Regions from separate parts of the Sus scrofa genome. Here region 1 is linked to region 2. Evidence: chromatin contacts called from public HiChIP or PLAC-seq data. All regions are on one chromosome and are shown on one strand. The core of a region is the stretch at or near the end of the contact, and the rest is flanking DNA. Distances in the headings are between cores, read along the strand shown.

What was found. HiChIP or PLAC-seq counts read pairs in DNA pulled down with a chosen protein or histone mark.
Region 1: an H3K27ac HiChIP or PLAC-seq map of alveolar macrophages shows a contact between it and region 2. The contact joins two enhancer-like sites. A contact is called at or near these places in 1 of 47 Hi-C or Micro-C datasets (brain) and 1 of 2 datasets of contacts at active chromatin or transcription factors (alveolar macrophages).

Annotation. Positions count from the first base shown.
Region 1 is chr13:33,673,648-33,676,354 of Sscrofa11.1, forward strand. DCAF1 (protein VPRBP) reads right to left here. Exons shown (of 24, transcript XR_002337541.1): 23 at 1,142-2,707. Among named protein-coding and RNA genes, the nearest start is that of RBM15B, 11 kb to the left of the region's middle. Within about 2 kb of position 1,309, at least 2 of the 83 cell types and tissues checked have an H3K27ac peak or open chromatin away from gene starts, as enhancers often do. A contact at or near this core is called in alveolar macrophages, where this site is marked.
Region 2 is chr13:33,048,858-33,051,666 of Sscrofa11.1, forward strand. HEMK1 (hemK methyltransferase family member 1) reads left to right here. Exons shown (of 11, transcript XM_021068829.1): 2 at 207-547; 3 at 876-967; 4 at 1,267-1,360. The coding sequence starts at 1,268. Among named protein-coding and RNA genes, the nearest start is that of HEMK1, 3.2 kb to the left of the region's middle. Within about 2 kb of position 1,439, at least 27 of the 83 cell types and tissues checked have an H3K27ac peak or open chromatin away from gene starts, as enhancers often do. A contact at or near this core is called in alveolar macrophages, where this site is marked.

The DNA.
Region 1 (2,707 bases), core at 59-2,558, 620 kb after region 2:
AAGTGTTGAAGATACCCAACCCCAGACCCTGGCTGGCACCTTTCCCTCTGGAAAGCCCTGAGGGCAAAGGCGGTTGAAGTTACAGTCAATCCCTGCCACGTTTAACCTGTTGCTCCACAACATACAGGCTTAGAGGGTGGCGGGTGGGAAGCAGAACTGACCAGAAAAGAGAAACATGACGACCTCAGAATGAAGGTGTTTCTCTTCCTAGGGCTGGGCTTCTGCATCTGAAATCAGTCACTGGGTCTCTGTGGGATCCAAGGCCTATGGCAAGGTTATGTGGGGGGTATGGGGGTGTGGTTTTCTATCCATCACAATGGTTTTCATCATATCTTAAAAGAGCTCCTTAAGCCTCAAAAGGTTAGAGCTAATGCTCTCGATGATGAGTGTGAAGCAAAGTATCAGCAAACCAAGGGTATAGAGAGTGCTCCCTCTGTCTGCTCTGTTGCAGGCTACCATCAGTCTCTAAAACAGAGCAATGGGGTACACACTGCACATGCCACTTCTACATCGCCTCCTCAATTCTAGAGCCCAAACTGACATGTCCTCAAATTGTCAGCTACAAGGGCATTTTTCACAAATTTTTATAAATACTCCCAACGAAGTTAAAGGCACATCCTCATTGCTGACAGAATGAGGGTTTTCCAGATTACCTCTTAAGCTTGAAGGAATTTCTTAAAGAGTCAAAGACTAATAAAAGAAGCAGGAATTTTACAGGCCAAATACAAATTTAATTTATATTCAAACTGAAAATGGAAAAATCAGCAATCCTTTTAGGTCAGAGGTACCAGCTGCCCCCCAACCTACCTTACTATAATTGGAGGAAAACAGAACTTGTGCACCACATGTTACAGATGACAAAAAAGTTCAGTAAAACTTTCCCTTTTGGGGGGGAAGGGGGACACTCTGAGGCATATGGAGCTCCCAGGTCAGGGATCAGATCCAAGCTGCAGCCACAGACCAGGGCACGGCTGCGCTAACGCCAGATCCTTAACCCACTGTGCTGGGCTGGAGATTGAACCCGCATCCCAGTGCTCTCAAGACACTGCTGATCCCACTGCACCACAGCGGGAGTTCCAAAACTTTCCCTTCTGTTCCCATCAATATTGTCATGTGTCCCTTGCCCCTCAGTCCCTCTTACCTGGCTCTCTGACCATGGCCAGGGACAAGGCCAGTCCTCCTTCACTGAATCACCTCAACCTCCAAGTACAAAAAAATGGAAGTTGGCAAACAGCAGATGGGCAGACATGAGGCACTCCCTCCCAGCCCCACAGAGCTTCCTCAAAATACAACTGTGGCAAGAGGCCTTACGAAAGAAGGACAGTCTCCCCTAAGCCAAACTGCCTTCAATCTTGAGGGCTAGAAGCATGTATGAGATTTATCCCAAAGAAAATGGTTTCATGTCACTGGAACAGGAGAAATCTTTCACCCCATATGCTTTAATATCTGCCGCCACCTCCCCTCCCCTCTCCTACCACACAACACACTCCCTCTTCCCACCCCACTGCTGTTCCCTACCACCAACACCAGTGGTTATGAAAACCAGGCATCTACTCTGAAGAGGCTTGGCATTTGTTGGGCCTAGGCACAACAGACATTTCTGTAACAATGTAAATGCTCTATATCTGTGCTATTCAATGTGGTAGTAGTGCACTTGAAGTGTGGACATGAAAATGAAGTGAATTTTTAATTAAAATTTTAATGGCCACACTGGCTACACTATTAGGCATAATACCTACCACGGCTGTGAGAATGCTGGCCAGGTTATTAAATACATGAAAAATGGCTGGATATCACAGGGATTGCTCCCCAGTCAGGCAGGGCAGCACTAGGAAGAACCAGGGCCAGAGTAAGCATGAGTCTGTCAACAGTGACAGGTGTGACAGTGATGCTGCCCAATATGTCCTCTTAAAACATGCACAGTACAGCTGCAGAGCTCACTGTCTCTTAGAACCATTATCTGATTTACTCAGGATCCATCAGTATAAGCAGGGGATGATGGACTTCAAAAACTGTACTACTGGGAAAGTACCAGAAAAACTGGAACTTGTTCTTCAGGAAAAGAAAAAGGAAGAAAAAAAGGGGGGGTGCAGTTTACACAACAGAAGGAGAAAGATTTGTCCCCGGGTCTTTAAGGACTAGGCAAAAGCAAATGCAAAAGGGCTCCAACCCACAAAAGGGCTTTTATTTCTTTATAACTTAGAAAGGAGCAGGTACAGCACCTCCATGAGCAGCTGCATCCAACGATGCCAGCCTGCCTCTCCGGAGAACTACACTTTGCCCTTCCATTCGAAGGTTAATCCTCTGAAGCTGGGGTCAACAAACTACATACAGCCCATGGGCCAAACCAAGCCCCACTACCTATTTTTGTAAATAAAGTTGTATTTGAACACAGCCACATCATTTATATCTTGTCTCTGGCTGCTCACACACTACAACAGCAGAGCTGAGTAGATGCAAGAGAGACCATATGGCCCACAAAGCCAAAATTACTTATAGTCCAGCCCTTATGGAAGTCTGCCAACCTCCTTTAAAGAGATAACAGCCACTTGGTTATCTAGTCGTCATGAAAGTGTGCACAGGATCAGAAATATGAAACTGCTTTTCCTCGAGGAGTCAGAACCCTGGTGTGGCTTGTCCTCTGGGCTAGGCTAGCACAGGGAAGGAACCTTTCCCTGGGTACCAAGGTTTAGCCCCATGGTCAGCC
Region 2 (2,809 bases), core at 189-2,688:
TGACCCACACCAGCCCATTTATTAGCAAGACTAACAAAAAACATGAAGAAAATATCATTGACCAAGACAAGAGAACCCAAATAAGTGGGTCAGGCTCTAAAACAGAGTCAAAGTGATGATAGAGCAAGAGAATGAAGGCAACAGGTCAGTGGGGAGTGGGTCACACAAGGCTCAGCTGCTCTCTTGGTTCTCCTTCCCTGTTCCAGGATAGCCATATCTGAGGACCAGACCTGTGTTGAGGACCCAGAACCTTTGACCTCTCCATCTCCACCCAGCTGAGGCCAGTCACCATCCTCAGCAGCTGACATCACAAGACTTGGGGACCTTGGCGAGTGGTCAAGGAATCTTTACTGAGACGTGAAACTTTGGGGCAGAATGCTGAGGGCCCTCATATCTGCCCTGGGGTGGAGGGGAGGCATTCAGGGCTGTGCCTTCAGCTCGCAGCAACCACATCTGACTCCCACTGGGTTGCTGAGTGCCACAGAGTTGATCAGCCACTGGACAGCAGTCTTTGAGAAAAGGGGTATCCCTGAGGCCCGAGAATCCAGTGAGTACATCGTGGCTCATGTCCTTGGAGCCAAAACAGTTAAGTGCAGTATTGTCCAGAGGGCAGGATATGCGGGGGAGGGAGGACCCTGAGGAAGAAACATCCAGGCTTTTCTACTCCCATGAGAGTGATGAGCTGAGGGTGATGGGATTTTTCCAAAGGAATGTCTTAGGGAGATACTTATTCATACACCCAATAAACTATTAGAGTGTGTGCCAGAAACTAGGGGTTCAGGGGTGACTAAAGTGGTCAGTGTTGGGCCCACTGGCATTGTCCAGAAAAGAACCTGGGTCTGGGGAGCCAACCACTCAAATTCTCTGTGGGGCAGTTTCAGAGTCTGAGGCCAGGACTTTTGACCCAGCCCCTGACCCGCTGGCAGCTGCGGTATATCCAGGAGCTGAGTAGCTACCGATTGCAAAGGTGAGCACCCATGGTCCAAACCTGAGGGTTCTGTGTGGGGGGCAGGGTTCAGATTCCTCCAGCCCCACCAAGTTCCTGGTCAGGAAGGAATAAAGTATCCAAGGACTGGGGAGGTGTTGGGATGAAGGAGTGATGAGAGAGAGGGCATGGTAGTAAATAGGAAGCCCTTGGCTAGGAGTTCCGGGCATAGGAGATGTGACCCTACCAGAAACCTGGCCACAAATGCTATCTCTCAACCTAGACATGTTCTTGTGAGTCGAGGCTCTGGCACTGATGATGACCCTGCTGCCCCTCTGCAGGATGCCGGTGCAGTACATCCTTGGTGAGTGGGACTTTCATGGGCTCAGTCTGAAGATGGTGCCCCCAGTGTTTATCCCTCGACCAGAAACAGAGGTAAGTGTGCCACCAGGACTAGGCAGGATGGGGATTAAAGGGATTCAGGGCACCTGTCTTTGTCCCAGGATTCCACCAGGGGGCGCTGGAACCCCATGACTGCTGTCCTTTAGAGGCAGTGACCTTCCTGGTTGGTTGGGTAGGTGAGGCCAAGAAGAAAGTCCCTGCTGGTTTCCTTAACTGTCCTCACATTCCCAGCTACTGCCCCAGCCCCCAAGTGAGCAGTGGCTCAGAGTATCCCAACTAGTGCTGTCTACCAAGTGTTCAGCCTGTACCTGTCATTTCATTAGGAGCTGTCTCATACGCCTATAGCCTACCCAAACCATGGGAAACAAGTGCCCCTCTCCTCCTCAGGAGGCCTGGGTGTGGTGGAGAGGGCTCCAGTTGGACATCTGGAGGCCTGGTACGGCTTTGTGACTTCGGGTGGGTCACTGCCCCCTCCGGGTCCAGGTGGTGAGAGGGTTGGGCCTCCAGACGAGGGAATTGGTAGGGTCCTTTTATCTTTTACATCTACTATCTAGTCAGGTAATTGCCCGTGTCTCTCAAATTACTAGGATGGGGGAATGTGTATTCCCAGCATGCTGTCTCTACATGAATCACCCTTATTCTAGGAAAGATGCTTTCTATGGCCCTTCCTGGGCTTCCCCCTGACCTTGTAAGTGGCAGAGCTGGGAGCCAGAGAAAGCAGAGCAGGTGGGGGGTGGGGTGGGGCTGGCGGGCAAGCCAAAAGGCACCAGGTTCCGAGAAGAGGTGTTTCTAGAAAGGCACGCACATTCCTGGGAGCAATCAGACCTGCCCCAGCCATGGACCTGGAGCCCCTCCTCACTTTCCCAGCCCTCTCCACCAGCCAAGAAACCCTCTGACCCCACTTGCCCCCTACATCATGTGGCTGGGAGACCAGGTCCTTGCCTTACTGGCCAGTGTCAGGACAGGGAAAGTGGCGAGTCAGACCTTGCCAAAGTCACAGGGCTGCCATGGCAGAGAACATGGGGACAGCACTTGGATATCCTGACTCCTGGATCAGGGCCTCCTGCCTCACACAGGGCTGCCCCTTTTGGGATGGGATGGGCTAGGACAGCTGCAGAGACTCAGAGCAGGGTGTGGCCTGCTGCCTGCAGGCTTTAGAAAGGCCAGCCTGTGGCCCCTCCACACATGCGACCTCTGGCTAGGAGGTCACTCATTATCCCCTAGGTGGCCAAGGATCAGGGCATGGGAGGGAAGCTACCATGATGACCTTTGAGTCCCCTCAGAGCTGACCTGGCATCAACCGTGTCTGAGTGTGAACTTCCGGCTTCCATGTGGGCACCTCCCTCCCTTTCCTGGGTGGGTCTAGGCCAAAAGAGCAGCTCTGCTGCAAGGGGTGGGGAGAGGAGGGAGGCTGCGGTTGCAAGGCCAGGTTCTTGTCTCACTGTACAGACATTTCTCAGAACTTGCCATGTTCACCCCAAT